2 separate regions of the Hordeum vulgare genome follow, and region 1 is linked to region 2. A link is a contact called in public Hi-C data. All regions are on one chromosome and are shown on one strand. The core of a region is the stretch at or near the end of the contact, and the rest is flanking DNA. Distances in the headings are between cores, read along the strand shown.

Region 1 (3,868 bases), core at 545-3,044, 270 kb before region 2:
TAGATGTATACCGACGTCTCCAAAAAGAATAACGTCGCCCTTGAGCGTCGTCGTCGGTGCGGCCGGCCTGGGCCAACCCAGGGGTTTCCCCCAATCCGAATCTCCTCCACCGGCTTCACCCGCAGGTAGGGCCCCGGCAACCACGCCGACACCGCCAAGAATCCGCAGGAGAGAGGCCCACATCAGGGCCTGAGGATAGCGGCCAGATCTGGCGCCGCCGGCCGCCATAGCAGCCGCATGACGGCTGACCAGACAGCGACCGACGAAGGGGAGCAGCACACCTCCACAACGACGCTTCCAAGAAAGATAGCGGCACCCGCGAGCGTCGCCGTCGCGGCTCTGATGAGGACCAGAGCAAGGATTTCTCCCGGAGCTGCACTAAACATCCACCGCCACCGACCGCTGAGCATGGCCGCCATGCACCACCACGACCCCCAGGCAGGGTCACGGGTCACCGCACCGCGCGCCCTGGCCACCGCAGTCGCGCCTAACCGACGCTCCCTACCACCGTAGCCGCGCCCGGCCGCCGCTCCCTACCACCATGGTCGCGCGCCCCGCACAAGATCCGGCCATGGCAGCCCTGGATCCGCCCTCAGGCGCCACCGGTGGGCGAGATCTCGCCGGATCCCGCAGCCGCCGACGCGGGGCGCCGCCGCCAGAGCCCGAGGGCCGACGCGAGGGGCCCGCCGCCGCCATCCCCGGGGCGCGCGCGGCTTCGCCGGCGTTCCCTCCGGCAGCGGCGAAGCGGAGAGGGGGGCCGGTGGTGACGCGGGAGGGTTGGCCGGTGACGACGCGGGGAGGGGCGGGTGGCGGCGCGAGACGACGCCCCTGAGTTGGTTTCTAGGTCGCCCCTGACGCAGGATCACGGAACACTTCTGTTTATGAAAAAAATATATGTTTAAACCGTTTGACAGACCGCACACCCGGGGTTGGATGACAGAACATCGAATAAGGCGGCCAAATGTATGCGTGCTGTTTGGCGATTGAAGATGTCCTAATTCTCCTTTTCTTTTTGCGTGATGCCTTAACTTGACATGACGACTTTCATCATTTTCAATCCTCAATTACTAGAGAAAAGGCCCCATTCTACTCCCCCTTCCCGACCCGTAAGCTTTACACCATCAAGTTGCGATTTTGGAGATTCGCATGGATGTCCGGATCGCGTCATTACCAAAACGAGGCACATCCGACGCAACTTGGTTAATCAAGTACTACTAGTATGAATTGTTCGGCCTTCTTTTAACATCATTTCAGTAGCCGCATGCTTCCTCGGAGGTTCTTGCCCTTTTTGGCCGCACATGGAGCTCTACAAATAAAGATCGCCACGAATGACAGCCTCTCACCGTGTTCAATCGCGACAGGGCAGGGCTCGATTCAGCAACTCTTACACTCTCGGCAACCTTTCTTTTACGGCTCAGAAAGTAGCTTATCTGGCGCTAGGTTTGCAGGTGTTCCAAAACTCTCCAACCTGACTGCAGCACGCCTCAACCCGATGAAATTCTTTGTGGCGTGAAGAGCAATATTAACTGAGGCAGAACGGCACCGGATCATGGATTGATGATAAAAAAGAAAGACCATCCGCGTGAAAAAGGCATCAGATGCGGAGGTGATGAGTCCATCTCCATCCATCGCCGAGATGCCCCGGCAGCTTTCGCCGTCGGCCGTCGGATGGAGATTCCTCCACCACTCGTGGGGCGATAAAAGAAAAAGGCGTAGCTTTTGGCAGCACATTCCCCTGCGGCGGATCAGCGGAGTCGCGTGGCGTTGCCGTGAGATGGGCAGAGGCGGAGCAGGGTGGGGGGAGGGGAGGTGGTTGGGATACGCGCACCTGCGCAGCGCAATAGTTGCAATCTGCTGCTGCGCATTAGATCCTAGCTTTTGTCCTTCCTTGCTGGTTCCTGCTGCGGCCCGGCCCTTTTGCCTCCAGAACTAGCAATCTGGCCTTTCTGCACAGCACATGAGGCAAAGCTTGCAAGAAAAGGAGCAAAAGTAGATTGGGTGGATAAAAATAAGCAAAGTACCAAGTGGCCTTTTGCGACCCCAGTCGTTACAGGGCCAATAATGCAGTCTCTGCTCTCTCGGCTTGCTAGTATGCTCAGTCGTGCACATGAGCAACAACGGAAACTGTCTTGATATGCTCTCTGTTTAGCATTTTCTTTAACTGTTTTATAGCAACTAGTTTAGCTGGGGCTCACGTGGACACAGAACACATGTAGGAATTAGTTAGTCATGACCATCACTTCCTACATAATAAATTGCTTTCTCCTCAATTTACTTTCCTTTCTCAGTGAGAGTATCATTTCCAAAAAACATTTTTTGGGTTCAAAATAGTTGTTCTTTAGAGTGTTTGTCAAACTTTTTTATATATGACTATCAACTATAAAAAGGTTCCCTGCAACCGCCTTGTCTCACCCGAGGCGACACGGGCGGAGACCTAGCCCGCGCCGCCGGGCCGGCCTCCCGCCCCACGCCCTTCCCTCACCATCATCGGAGGAGGCCGTCGTGCTAAGCCCGGGTTACGAACGACGGCGGCAGGGTCGTCTTCCTCCGTCTGGCCGTGGGAGCTTGGGGTGGGGAGGCTCGATCCACTCCATGGCGCGACGGATCCAGCCGGCCGCGGTCTCTTCCCGGCAGCTTCTCCGGCGTGGCGGCCGCGGTCTCTTCCCGGTGGCTCCTCTGGTGCGGCGACGGAGGGCGCTTTCCATGAGTTCTTTGACGCGGCGGCTCTGAGCAGCGGCTTTAGCGGGTGGCAGCTCCGACAGCTTCGTCGACGGGCTCTGGTCCTCTGGCCAGTAGCTCTTCTCCGACGAGTGGGGGCGGGTGCGCCCCCTCCCTGCTCTGTGGGTACGTGCTCACGAGGGCCGGCTGTGCGGTGAACTTGGTGGTTCCGGTGGCGCCGCGGTGGTGGATTTTTAGATCTGGCCGGATCTGGCTCATCGGTATCCGGCCGACGGGGAGGTGTGCGCCTCGGTGGCTCTCCAGTGTTCCTCGCGCGGGTGGCTCTGCGAGAGGTGAGTGGGCCAGTGGCGGTGTTGTGCGTGGGGGTGCTCGTGGTGTTGGATTGCTCCGAGCGAAAGTTTGCCCGGTCTCGGGCCGACGGTGTCGGCGTGTGTGGACGTCGAATAACCTTCTTGGAGGCGTCGTCGTGGAGCTCCGTATCCTCCACGCCCTCGGATTTGCTCTTCAGGTGAAAGCCTAAGGCCCGTCAGGGTCGGGCGATGGCGTCGACATCGTCGCTTCCCTCTTTTGGGCGTCGCCTTAAAGAGCTCCGGACCCCGTCTGCACGTTTCATGTGGTGGACACTTGCGGCGTTGCGGTCGGAAGGTGCCCGTCCGACGATGTGTTTGTTCTGCGCGGCTTCTTGTGTGGCAACGATGCTGGCTTCAGGCGGAGCTGGCTTGCTGATGGTTCTTGGTAGTCGGTTTCTTCCGGCGTGTTCGAGGGGTCGCGGTGCCTCGCTTTGTCTTCTTGAAGTCCGAACTGCTGAGGAGGGGCCCTTGCGATGACGATGACATGAGACGGGTGGTCGTCTCTGGCGCTGGCTTGGCGCAAGTCCAACGCTCTTCCCCGACAATGCTCGTCGACAGAGTCTGAGCTCCATGGTCGTCGACGCGTGTGGCTGACTGTTTCGCGTTGGCCGGTGCAGGCCTTGACGCTGGTCCACGGTGAGGGCTTCTTTGGTGTCCGTCGATGGTGGAGTCGGAGTCGCCCTCGCAGAGGCGCGATGACAATGACGTCGGGTTGCAGCCTCGACGACGTTTTTCTCTTCAGCGGCGTGTGTGCGTTCCTATGTGGGTTGCCACGTTGCCCCGTGTGCCTTGTTTTCACGGGCATGTTGTAGCGGTTTTCGTCCGGTTTTCCATTAATT
Region 2 (4,086 bases), core at 236-2,735:
CCATCGCGGCCCCGCCGCCGACCATGCGGTGGTGCATCCCGGGCGGGCCGACCGGCGCGCCGCTGGCGACGGCGCGGCTGAGGAAGCCATGGTCGAAGCCGGCGCCTGGGCCGGCGCCGTAGTGGCCGAGCGGGCGCGCGGCGGGATGGTGGAAGTGTCCGATCTGCTGCGGGTGGTGGTGGTGGTGGTGCGCGGCGGGCATGGCGGCGTAGGGGGTGTAGGGGTCGGCGCCAGGCGGGCCGCGGCCGGGCGGGAGGAACGGGGATGGCCCGGTGGCGAAGAGGTGCTCGGTGGCGGCGTCGGTCCCGGAGCCAGATGAGTGGCTGCCTCCCCCGCCGCCGCCGCCGTTGCCGAGGCCCTGCATGCGCTTGAGGTAGAGGCGGTACTTCTGGAGGTGGGACGCGACGTTCTCGCGCGTGAGGCCGTCCACGCTCATGAGCTGCATTATGGTCTTTGGCACGGCGTTCTTGATGCCGAGGTGCGCCACGGCGTCGACGAAGCGCTTGTGCAGCTGCGGCGTCCACACGAGGCGCGGGCGCTTGAGGGTCCTGGCCGGCTCCTCGCCGTTGCCGCCCCCGTTGCCGCCGCTGGAGCCAGCGGCCGACGAGGCCCCGCCGTTCATCTCCGCGGCGCCGGCGGCGTCGGCGCCGCTGAGCGGGCCGCCCCCGTGCGTGTGCGTGGGGATGTCGAAGGCGGCGGCGAGATCGCGGGTGATGAGCGACTGCGAGAGCGGCATGAGCTCGTCGGGCGCCGGCAGGTCCTCGTCGAAGCGCGCGAACCAGCTGGGCTCCTCCTCCTCCCTCATCGTCCCAGCTAGCCCCCCCGGAGCAGAGCAATTCGACTCCTTGGAGCCCGCAGCCCGGAGCAGGCCGCTTCCGCTCGCAGCAAGAAGAGAGCACGGAAGAAGTCGGAGAGGAGAGGAGAGGAGAGGAGAGCGGGGGGAGGGAGGAGATGATGGGGAAGGAGGAGGGAGGGGGTTACTTCGAGGTGGATCTCTCTTCTTCTAAGCTTTCGTCTCTCTCTCTCTCCTCTCACTCGTTTGGGTCTTTCTTTCTGCCCGCTGCTGCGGCTGCTGCTGTGATATCCCCCTCTTTTTCTCTCTCCCTCTATCTATCAACAATCTGCTCACACCTTTTCCACCCCTTCTCTCTCCCTCTCTCTCTCTAGGATGGAACTAGGCAGCAGGCTGATGAGTGATGAGGAGAGTATCTGATGAGTTGGGGAGGGGGAGTGGTGCGGTGCAGTTTAACTAGTGGGTCTGGCTGGCTTTAAAGCTATTTTTGTGTTATCCTTGGTTGCTTTCTTTGTTTGTTCGCGTGTTGCTCCTGCCTTCTCACTCTATTCAGTCACTGTGATTCTCGCCCTTTCCCACTCTCCTCCCAGATAAATACTCCTACTAATAAAGAGAGAAAAAAAGAAAAAGGATTAGTCGAGCGATTTCGTTTTTCCAGGTTTTCGGGGCACATATCCACACATGCATTGCACAGGGTGACAAAACAAAAACAAAAACACTGGAAAAGGACGAGACGACGAGGAGATATCTTCTTAGCTGGAGTTTGGTTTGTCCTCATGTGGACATGTCGCTCGCCTCGCCGGATCACATCGAACCGAACCCAACCGAACCGTGGGGAGTGGTGGGGAGGGGGAATCTCGTGTGGCTCCTGTGCCCTCGAGGTCGCGTCCCGCGTTGCCTGGCTGCTGTGCTGTGCTGTGCGGTGCTGTGCCTGTGTGTGCGTGCTGCTGGATGGACGGAGGGAGGACGGATCGATCGTCTGGACTCACTGGATCTATCTACGCAAGGTTGGGAGGGAGGGCTGGATCTCGTTCGTACGTACTCCCACCTAGCCGCTGCCGCAGGTACCGCCGTTTAGTAGCATCTAGGAACGTAGCACAAGTAGGATTTGGTTGGGTGAATCGTAACAGCTCAAAGTTACTCCCTCCATAAGCTAACACTGATTCTAATGGATAGTATCATATATTAGTATCATGTATATGATACTTCTTTTGTTTTTTTAGTCTGCATGTAATATTTGGTTAAAGTTAAGTGATATAAAGTTTGATCAAATATATATCAAAAGATATCAACATCTATAATACGAAACCTATATGCTATGAAAATTAATATCATGATGCATCTACTAATATTGATTTCATATTATAAATGTTGATATTTTGTTCAATAAATTTAGTCAAAGTTTACGAAGTTTGACTTTGACCAAATCTTATATGCGGACTAAAAAAACGGAGAGAGTACTAGTGTATGATACAACATCCGTAATGCATAGTATCATATGTTAGTATCATAGGATAGTTTATTTATTGTCATGCAAGACATATAGTAGTAGCACATCATTTAATATGATACGGTATCATGATATGAGACTCAACCCTCTCTTTCTTCATTTAATTATATGACACCTCATCGGAATTGCCTAGTTGGCATGCATGATACTAGCTATGATACTCCCATTACGGGCAGCCTAAAAGCAACTCTAGCCCTTAGGTCCCCCGAAATAGCGTCGTCTGAAGGCGCGTCGGTGAAAAAATCGGCATGAGGAAGGGGGCTCTGGTTCCCAGTCGGACCCTTAAGGTCGCCCCCAGCCGTTAATTTTAGCCCACTTTTGACGCAAAATTGTATGAATTTCGGTTCATATTCGACGTGCTTCGGCATAAATTCAACCGATACTATTTTTTATTACATAGTCCATCACAAAAATCAATAGAAATCAATAAAAATTAAAATAGTTCAATAAATAAAACTCATAATTTATCACCCATCAAGTTAGGCATTGCCCTTGAGCCTTCATAGATGCTCCACCAAATCGTGTTACAGTTGTTGGTGCACGTGTGGGTTTCAGATCTCTTGACGCATGTTAAGTAAGCCAGTCCAGATTGCCGGTAGCTAGTGATCAACTTGGGCAAGAGGACCCTGCTTGTAATATGGTTCGGTGTCAAACAGTGGCTCTTCCTGCTCACTCTCAATGATCATGTTGTGCAAGATGACACAACAAGCCATGACTTTTCACATTTGATCTTTCGACCAGGTCTGAGCGGGGTACCGAACAACAGCAAATCGAGATTGGAGCACACCAAATGCTTGCTCGACATCCTTCCTGCAAGCTTCTTGACACTTGGCAAAGTAGGAGTTCTTGCCTCCTCATGCAGGGTTTGAGATAGTCTTCGCAAATGTGGACCATCTCAGATAGATGCCATCTGCTAGGTAGTATCCCTTGTTGTAGTGATGTTCATTGACCTCATAGTTAACCGAAAGAGCATGACCTTCAATAAGCTTGACAAAGACATTCGAGCACTACAGTATGATGATGTCATTATGAGTTCCTAGCATACCAAAAAAGGAGTGTCAAATCCAGAGGTCATGTGTGGTCACTGCCTCAAGTACCACACTTCAACCTCCTTTGGCGCCTTTGTACTTCCTCTGCCAAGCAAATGGTCAGTTTTCCATTTCCAATGCATGCAGTCGATTCTTCCAAGCATCCAGTAAATCCTCTTGTTGCATTCTGTGCTAGGATCCAAACAATGTCTTCAGCATTGGGTGATCGCAAGTATTGAGGTCCAAACACCGCCACCACTGCCCTGTAGAACTTGTACAAACACTCAATGATGATGGACTCGACCATGCGTCCATAGTTTTTCAGTATATCGCTAGGAGCTCCATATGCAAGCATCCTCGTAATTGTCGTACACTTATAGAGTGAGGTGAATTCAAGTGTGCTGGGGCAATCCTTCTGGCACTTGAAGTAGCTGTCGAACTCCCTGATGGAATTCACAATCCTAAGGAAGAGCTTCTGGCTCATCCTATAACGACGCCGAAATACTTTGTTGTCGTGTATAGGAGCATCGGCGAAGTAGTCGATGTAGAGCAAGCAATAGCCTTTCACTCGATGCCTCTGCTTTTCCTTCAGCCAGCCCGGCGCCGAGCCACCTCGCCGCGGCTTTGCGTTGCTCACGAACAAGCTGGACAGAGTAGCGAGGACCATTAGATGCTCTTCGTCCTGGGCGCCGGCATGGGCTTCCTACTGCAGCAGCGCCGCGAACGCCTCCTTGTCGTCGGAGTCCATCTCTGCG

Evidence for each region. Hi-C and Micro-C count contacts between places; a contact is called where the count stands out from the background.
Region 1: a Hi-C map of leaf shows a contact between it and region 2, with 6 times the contacts expected there. The contact joins the enhancer-like site here to the promoter of LOC123442999 in region 2. A contact is called at or near these places in 2 of 6 Hi-C or Micro-C datasets (both in leaf) and 1 of 1 datasets of contacts at active chromatin or transcription factors (embryo).

What each region holds. Positions count from the first base shown.
Region 1 is chr1H:434,129,792-434,133,659 of MorexV3_pseudomolecules_assembly, reverse strand. No RefSeq gene overlaps it. Among protein-coding and RNA genes, the nearest start is that of LOC123442999, 270 kb to the right of the region's middle. Within about 2 kb of position 1,794, at least 3 of the 3 cell types and tissues checked have open chromatin away from gene starts, as enhancers often do. A contact at or near this core is called in leaf, where this site is marked.
Region 2 is chr1H:433,863,867-433,867,952 of MorexV3_pseudomolecules_assembly, reverse strand. LOC123442999 (transcription factor MYBC1-like) reads right to left here and starts at 1,485. Exons shown (of 1, transcript XM_045119211.1): 1 at 1-1,485. The coding sequence starts at 805.